2 separate regions of the Sus scrofa genome follow, and region 1 is linked to region 2. Evidence: chromatin contacts called from public HiChIP or PLAC-seq data. All regions are on one chromosome and are shown on one strand. Each heading gives the region's core, a stretch centred on a gene start, on an enhancer-like site or on the middle of the called end of the contact. The rest is flanking DNA. Distances are from core to core; before and after follow the strand shown.

Region 1 (4,499 bases), core at 839-3,338, 110 kb before region 2:
TTAGGACAGAGGTCCCCACTTCCTTGCTGGCCACCAGTCAGGGGCCACTTTCAGCCACTAACGGCCAGGCCATGGCATTTCTTGCCACATCCTCCATACCACCCACCCTCGATCTTCAGAGCCAGCCACGGAGAAGCTCCCTCAGGTCAAATCCCTGTGATGGTTTGAATCTTATCTGGAGGAAATGTCCAGTCTCTTTTTAAAGGCTCATCTGATTAGGTCCGATCCACTCAAGATAACTTTTCCTATCTTTAAAGTCAACGTTCATGCAGGACCTTAATTACATCTACAATAATCTTTTCAGAGCAGCACTTTCATTAATGTTTGATTAGATAACTGGGTTAAGATAGTGTGTAGAGCAGGGTGTGGAAATCTAGGGGCCCATTTTAGAGTCTGTTTAGCCCCAGTTCTTCAAAATTAAGGATGCTTTTCACAAGACAAGAAACTAACTTAAATTTGCTCCCCAGTCAGCACCATTCTCGTGCTCTTGACTTAAATGTTCTTGACACGTCAACAAGGCCAATAAAACAGCTTGTTTTAAGATATCACTACCCCCCCACACCAATCAAATAAGATTTGTAGTGCCCTTGAAGGCAGCTAACAAGGCCTTTCTTTTCTCTCTGCCACATAAGTAACATCAGTTGGGGTGGGAAAGGAGAAAACAATGACAATCAGCCTTAACCATCACAGTAAAAATATGAGACAACTCCAAACGTGCACACACAAACGCAGTAGTAGGAAACCTACTGGACAGGCGTGTTCTAAACACCTCCTGACAGTAATAACACCTTCCCCTCCCCTCCAAAAAAAAAAAAAAAAAAAAAAATAGAGGCAGTCCTACTATAAGCAACACTGTAGCCATGAAAAAAATGTACCACGTTGCAGCAACATGGATTCACCTAGAGAGTCTCATACTACCTAAATCAGAAAGAGGACAAATACTGTATGATATCACTTATACGTGGAATTTAAAATATGGCACAGGTGAGCCTATCTACAGAACAGAAACAGACTCACAGACATAGAGAACAGATTTGTGGTGGCCAAGGGGGAGGGGAGAGGGAGGGGGATGAACTAGGAGTTTGGGTTGGTAGATGCAAACTACCACATTTAGAATGGATAAGCAATGAGGTTTTATTGTACAACACTGGGAACTATATTCAATTTCTTGTGAGACCATAATGGACTAAGAGAAAAAGAATGTGGAGATATATATACGTATATATCACTTGGCTATACAGCAGAAATTGGTTTTTTGTTTGTTTGTTTTTTGTCTTTCTGCCTTTTCTAGGGCCGCTCCTGCAGCATATGGAGGTTCCCAGGCTAGGGGTCTAATGAGAGCTGTAGCCACTGGCCTACACCTGAGCCACAGCAACACGGGATCCGAGCCGCGTCTGCAACCTATGCCACAGCGCATGGCAACACCAGATCCTTAACACTTGAGCAAGGCCAGGGATTGAACCTGCAACCTTAGGGTTCCTAGTCGGATTCATTAACCACCGAGCCACGACGGGAACGCCTATACAGCAGAAATTGACAAAACATTGTAAATCAACTATACTTCAATAAACATAAAATTTAACACCATTTTAATAGGACCTTTCAGGGGAATCTGATGATTTCATGTGTGTGTTTACAGCAAAAATCTACCCAAACAGATGTGTTGTTTTTTTTTTTCAAGGCTAACGACATTTAAGCATAGTATTCTTAGTCCTGATGACACATCCTACCTGGTTTCTCTATACTTTGAATTTATTCATCTCACTCTATTCCATATAGGGTGTCTGTCTGTCCTCTGGCTCCCCTCCTGTTGTCATTTTCAGAGAGTATGCCATTGAGAAAGAAAGAACTGAGCTCCTAGTGTGTGCCAGACGCTGGTCTAGGCACCAGGAATAGATTCATCCACAAAATAGAAAACCACCCTACTTTTATGGAGCCCATGTTTTAACAGGAAAGACAAACCCTAAGCCAGGGGTAATGAGGAAAAATAAGGCAGGGGTAGTGGCAGCGGGACTAGAGGCGCCCTTTTACATGTGCTGTGTCTGCAGTTAGTTCCCTTTTCCTGTGCACACGGGTGACCTCTCTGTTCCTCTGCCCCATCACACCAGGGAGCAGGCCTCTAGGAGGCACTGCTCTTGCCTGTTAACACCTTGTAACCCAGTCCATAAATTAAGGAGATTTCTCAGCTGCTTCTTGGATCACAGACACAGTATAATATTTACAGATTACTCTATTTGTGGAGATCTCTACAAATGGGACCCTAGAAATAGAAAGTGTTTTGGTTTGGCAAAAGAGCCCAAGTAAAAAAAAAAAATGCATTACAACTGCATCTGCATGTCCCGTATGTTCTAAGGATAAAGGGATCCTGTGCCTTTGAGGAACTTGGGGGTGGGGGGATGGAATTATGAAATCTTTTGAAGGAAAATATCAGAAAAATTTTAGCTGAAAAATTAAAAGAAATAAACTGTTCACGTGAGCTACTTTTTCTAACTTTCTAAAGTGTGTAAAGATGAAGGGATGAGGGTGTATCCACACCGATTACATCTGTTTTATTTAAGGCAAAATTTATGTCACACTAGATGACATCAACTGCCGGTTCCCTGGCTAATTTGTCATTTTTATGATTGAAACAAATCTCAAATGTTAGAGACAACTCACAAATCATATTTCTATAATACTGAAATAAATTATATTGGAATCAGCCTATTCCTCAGCAGGAACAACAGAATTTGATGTCGTGTCCTAATTTCATTGATTTTGGACTGGGGATTTCTTCTTTTTCAGAAACCTATACGCTTGTCTTGTTGATAAAGGGTAGTGGTGGCTCCTGGGTGTGAAGCTATACCTTTAAAAGATGTACTAAACTCTTTGACTCTTTGTAACCCTAAGGATTCTGCATGAAAATAAAAAAGCAAGTAACACTCAAGAGTTGATATCCCACACCAGCTCCAGGATCAAAAGGGTAGCAAGGTCTTTTCATGATGTCTAAAACGAATCCTAAAATTCAACACACGTGTGTACACACACACACAAGCACACATACACACTTTGCTCAAACCTCCTCTTTCTTCCCTTGATACAAACCCTAGAAATGCATTTTTCTCTGTGCCCTGCACTCCTCTTTTCTACAAAGTTCAAACTTTCTGGTACCCCTGTCTCACCTCAAAAATGCTTATCTTTACCTCTCCTTTTATAGGAAATAACTTTAAGACTCAAGACCAAAGTCCATTAAGCCAGGACTTAGTGGAAGTAGAGACTCTACGTGGCCATGTTTGTGTTCAATAACCATTGCTTCAGTGGGGACGAAACTCTAATGAATGATGAGATACTAGTTTCAGAGAAAGTATACATGGGTCAGGGACTCGTTTTTGGAAAGCTGGCCAGAGAGCTTCAAGAGTTCTGACAATCAGCAGCTGGTAAAACACATCACGACATGGAAACATTTGGCAAGTGGTTAATGGGACAATCAGTAGTAAATCTTGAAGTTGCCACAAAGGGACCAAACTTGCAAGTGTTTACAAGACTATTACATCTTTAAAGTACTTTTTCATAAAGATTAGGGTTTGGGTTTTCAATGTGATCACAACGCTACTAAAAACCAACAAAACTGCTTTCAGAAATGCACTCTTGAGCCAGTTTGGAGCACCAAGAACTTTTTTTTTTTTTTTTTTAAGTTTCAGAATCTGAGATGCAAGGATAAAATGTCAGTCACAACCTCTCCCCGCCCCCTCCCCCCCCCGCATCATATTCTAAATCATATTCTCTAATAAAACCTAGGGTCTATACATATTGAAAAATCTCTCTCCACTGTAAATGATGTGTGAGGTCATTTCTTTAGCAAATTCCTGCCTAGAGTTGGAAGCACTAGGAATCCGAAGTAAGAACACACAATGAATGGAATGATTGATTTTTATCTCCAAGCCTGCTGGGGCTGGTCCTATTTGGATGGCCAACTTTTCTCAGACAATAGGCTGGGATCACTAAGAAGAAAAATACCTTCAGCAACCTCCAGACAAGGGGAAAAACCCAATTCTCTGTCTCAGCGCAGCCTCCCAGGAAGCAGATTGGAAGGAAGAGGGTGGGGGAGAACCGTGGCCGGCAGCCTGCACAGGTGCTGGCCCTTGAGCAGAAACCCTTCCATGTGCTGGCCCAGGACAGCACGAGCATCTCATGGCCCACAGCAGGGCCACCCAGCAGGGTCTGACTGACCAAAGTGAACACAACAGAATACTCCTTCAAATAACTCGCTCAGGGTGGACACTTAAGTCGAAATCTGAGCCAAATCCCAGGCTTTTATGTTAAGTTAACGCTCAATTTTAAAATATCCCATGTGAAACTTAAGGCTTCTTCTATAACAGGAGATCACTCAGGATTCATTTCAAACTAAGATTCACTCATGGAATATCACTACGTTAAGGGAGGCAGAAAAGAAGAGGTAAGGGACAAGAGCTGGGGATTTGGGTTCAGACACTGGCCCCTCAATCAGTGTGTGAGCAAAC
Region 2 (4,609 bases), core at 603-3,102:
AAGGTCATTCACAGGCTCGTTGGAGGTAAATGGAGGCCAATGTCCATGGAAACATAAAACGTGGAGGGGGATGGGGGAATGTTTTAATTAAGCCACACCCCACATTAGTCCTCCTTTATGAAATCAGGCAGGTCTCTTCTGACCCTGGGGAAAGCTGTTGAGATGGAAGGAACCAGGTTCATTTCTGCTATCAGAAAAATGCAAAGTGATTTTTGGCATGGTTCTGACTTAAGAGCAAACAGAAGGACATGTCAAACAGGGGCTGATATCTGAGTAATAAAGCCATGCAGAAAGAAAGAAAGAAAGAAGGAAGTTGGGGGAGGGGGAGATGGGGAAAAAGAACAATCAAACTAAACTTTGACAGCTTCTTCCTGACCCCAAAGACGTAAATCATATCTATTGTCAGCTCTCATTAGAAACTGAAAATCCAGCATGCAGCATTTTAGTCCTACCATGAGAAAAATTTAATTGTTCTGTCCATTTGCTTTTGTTTTCTTGTTTGCTTTTGATCAAACCAGAGTACGATCCACTCTCCACCCTGGTCCCAAACTCTGATAATATCTAACCAGTTATGATTTGCACACGCTTGTGCCAAGAGAGAACATAAACAGACATTTTGAAAGCAGCACTATGTGAAGTAATGTAAAACAGCTTGCAGTTGTATCTAGCAACCAACTTTCCACAAAGAATTATCTAGAAACATTTTCCAAATCACACTTATTTAAGGGTTCACACCCCAGATTCCACTGTGTGCAATTCTGAATCTCAAAGTGGTCCTGATTCAAGGCAAATTTTCCTCTGTTCCTTTATATAAAACTTAAGTCTTTTCAGTTAATGGACTTTGGTCCCTTAGTTAAATTGACAAATTAAACTGTATAGTACTTTTGTATTTAAAAAAGCAATTAAAATTCTAAGATTTTTAAAATAGACTTTTTAAAAATCTTTAAAATAGATTTTTTAAACAGGTGTGGGCAACTGAGAAAACAAAGCACTTACACTTATCTTCTGAAAAAAGCACTCACTTTGCTAAAAAAATACTTGGGACACTCCTTGTTCTCAGACCAAGAATGGAGGGTGAATATACAGAAAGACAAACCACATCGCGATTCACATGCCACATTTCATACTTCTGTGAAAACTAATCAAAGAATTGTTTTCACAATGGAATGCCTTATAGCCATTAAAATGAGGGAGAGAGTTATATGTACTGATATGGAACAATGCTTGATATAATATTCAGTGATTAAAAAAAGAAATTACAAAAGAGGAACTATATATGTGTGTGTATACATATATGTGTGTATACATATATGTGTGTGGTGTATATACACACACCACACACACACACACACACATATATACATATAAAATCCTATTTTCAAGAAAATAAATTATAGGCTATATGTCCAGGAAAAAAGAAAGAAATATATGCTCAACTGTTCAAGGTGATACATGGTTGCATTACAGGTAGCTTTCACTTTCTATAATGTTTGAACCTTGACCAATACTCAAGTATTATTTCTTCAATCTACAATCTCAATTTTAAAAAAAAAAAAAGCTTCCCCGAAACATTCACCAGATTGTGGTTTAAGCTGTACCTTTGGGTGGCTCTACCTTCAAAGTTAAATGTAAACTCAAGCTTCTGTGATGAGAGCCCTTATGAGTTAGAACAGCTTGATTTGAGTGGCAGTAGGAGGCCTGATATGGGGTAAGGGAATGCGGGGGGGGGGGGGGGGGGCACGCATGCGCACAGGCAAGCCTTCTTCACAGGAGGGAGCGAGGGAGGGTTCCTGAAAACAGACTAATCAAAAGGAAGAAGCATCGAGGAGGGTGGGGTGACTCAGACCGAAGGGAAGGCTTTCCTGAACAGCCACAGAAGTGCCTCTGATAGCCCCGCGTTTACAGCTAGAGAGCAGCTGGGAGAAAGAGGTGTGCAAAATCCATCCTTGTCAGTGGGAGGAGGAGGTGCCAGGAGCTGCTCTGCAGAGAAGTAAGTGGCAACGGGGAAGGCCTGCAAAAAAGAACAAAGTAGCCTGGGGATGAATCCTGGAAGCGGCAGCCCGCCCGTGGGAAACCTCCCTGGTGGGTGAGGCCACAAGACTGAATCCCTGGGCCCCCGTGTATGGTCTCTGCTGTGGGATGAGAGTCCAGGAAAGCTGCTGGCACCGCAAGTGGCTGGCTGAGCATGGCATGTGGTGCCCCATTCATCGGCAGACAGTGGGGACTGAGGTTCTGGCCCCCGGAGGCACTGTCAGGCCCTTCCTCAGAGAGGGCAGCCGAAACACGGAAGCAGTAACCTCTAGAGGGTTCTTCTCCCGTGAAGTTGCCTGGAGAGTTTACCACAATTCTCCACAAGGACTTCTCTGTCTCAGCCTGCCCTCCAGGAGAAAGCCAGCTCTGAAGCGACAGACACACTATACCTGGCCAAGAACTAGGGCCTCAGACAATACGGTGCAGTTCCAGGGCCACAAAGCAGACTTTTAGGGATAGTACAGAGCTATCTCGAAGGTCAGATGACGGCCAAAGGCACAAGGTATTTCAAAGCTGTAAATCATCATCTGATTTTGGTGAATCTCTAATTTCCTTCCTACTATGTTGAACCTCAAGCAGGGGGGCAGGGGTGTTGGATTCTTCTAACCTTATGTTTTCTATCCAGCATCCCCCGTGGTTTGCTTATTCCAAACAAAATGAAAGAATGCTATTAAGTTCCAAAGCCTTTCTTTCTGCACTGACAGGCCACTGTGACCAAAAGATACTCACTGGACAAATATCTCTAGAGGAGCTACTATATGCTCAGCACTGTGTTAAAACCAGGGAAACAGACGAAAAACAAATACACAAGCCCTTGAGATAAGACTTACAGATTTAAATCCAAGTGGAACATAAAGTGAAATATCCAAATAATTTTATATTCAAAAGATATTTGGAGGCAAATGGTAGATAAAAAGCCCATTGGGGGCATTTTTCCACCATGACAAGAGGTGCTGTGTACTTTGATCCCCATCATTCTTTTGGTCTGGCCTCCTTCATCTATATTTGAAAAAGAAACTAAGAAAACTAAAACTGGAGTTCCCGTCGTGGCTCAGTGGTTAACGAATCCGCCTAGGAACCATGAGGTTGTGGGTTCGATCCCTCGCCTTGCTCAGTGGGTTAATGAGGATCCAGCGTTGCCATGCGCTGTGGTATAGGTTGCAGACACGGCTCAGATCCCACACTGCTGTTGCTGTGGCTGTGGCATAGGGCAGTGGCTACAGCTCCAATTAGACCCCTAGCCTGGGAACCTCCATATGCCACTGGTGCAGCCCTAGAAAAACACACAAAAAAAAAAAAAAAAAAGAAAGAAAACTAAAACTTAAAAAACTTAAAAAAAAAAAGAAAAAGAAGATGAAAAAAAAAGATGAAAAACTCTAGGATATGCCAGAGTCATACTTCTATCGGTTTTAGTTCTGGAATTTCTAGACAAAAAAAAAAAAAAGGACTTCAAATGTAGTAACAGTTAACTAAGCACCTGTCCAGCCAAAGACTCCAGCGGGTCGTGAACTCTGGAGTACAGGGGAGAATGAACCAGCTTTACCCAGGAATACACCCAGAGAGACAAAATATGCACCTGGAGGGACAAAAACTCAATAATTATAAGGCATGGTAGAACAATCTAAGGTTTAAAACCACCTCCAGTCTAAATTCCAGAATTTCCCCAGGCCCTGAACGACAGGATGTAAGGAGCCCCCTCCAAGCTTGCAGACCCCTAAAATTATACAGGGTGAGAAAACAGAGCAGGGAGGAAAACTTCAGAGCGCCCACCCACACATGATGGAAACAAGCCAAGATGAGCATCTCATCTGTTGTGTGGACAGAGTAATGCTTAATCCAGGCTGCTGCTGATGAGCCCGGTGATAAGCAGGGAATGCCCTGGGCCTGCTGATTTATGCTCCACTATCTGAAAAATCACTAGGCCACTTTTATACCCCCGAGGGGAACTCAAATGACAGGCTTCAAATGATAGGTCTTACCCCAGTGGCGAACCAAGGAGCAGACGGGTACAGCAAGCCACTGTACCTGAGAATTCCAAAAGCAAGTATTTTAGACTTTAAGAGACATGTCAAAAAATCCAATTAATTCACCTCATCTAATTAAGTGAGTTAATTGGAAATACAATACAGTGTTTTTATTTCAACTGCTGCTTGAATCTCCAAGTCCGATTACTGGGAGAGGAAGGGCAATTTTTATTTTTGTGGGGAAGAGAGGAGAGGACTTTGGGACACGGAGGTGGGAACCAAAAAAAAAAAAAAAGCACCTGATTCTTGGTAGAAAACATTAGCCAGCACTGACCCAGCAGTGTTTCTAAAGGGAGAAAAAAAAGGGGGGGATTTTGAATATTTACTCCATATACAAATAACTGCAGGCCTACAGTCGCTATTATGCATAAAATACACGCCTGCTTGTTGTCTGCACCCAAGCAGTATCATGTTTGAGATGAGGGCGGCAGGTCTCGCTTTACTTATACTTAATGAATTATTCCCCAGAGTCTCTTTTTCAAAAGCTGATGTTAGAGAGCGCTGTCTAAGATTCTGTGATTTACGACAAGGACATAATCCTGTTCTCACATGCT

The links. HiChIP or PLAC-seq counts read pairs in DNA pulled down with a chosen protein or histone mark.
Region 1: a contact with region 2 is called in an H3K27ac HiChIP or PLAC-seq map of alveolar macrophages. The contact joins two enhancer-like sites. A contact is called at or near these places in 2 of 47 Hi-C or Micro-C datasets (embryonic fibroblasts and liver) and 1 of 2 datasets of contacts at active chromatin or transcription factors (alveolar macrophages).

The regions. Positions count from the first base shown.
Region 1 is chr4:20,769,755-20,774,253 of Sscrofa11.1, reverse strand. The region is part of intron 1 of EXT1 (exostosin-1); the gene reads right to left. Among named protein-coding and RNA genes, the nearest start is that of EXT1, 130 kb to the right of the region's middle. Within about 2 kb of position 2,088, at least 1 of the 83 cell types and tissues checked has an H3K27ac peak or open chromatin away from gene starts, as enhancers often do. A contact at or near this core is called in alveolar macrophages, where this site is marked.
Region 2 is chr4:20,662,669-20,667,277 of Sscrofa11.1, reverse strand. The region is part of intron 1 of EXT1 (exostosin-1); the gene reads right to left. Among named protein-coding and RNA genes, the nearest start is that of EXT1, 20 kb to the right of the region's middle. Within about 2 kb of position 1,852, at least 33 of the 83 cell types and tissues checked have an H3K27ac peak or open chromatin away from gene starts, as enhancers often do. A contact at or near this core is called in alveolar macrophages, where this site is marked.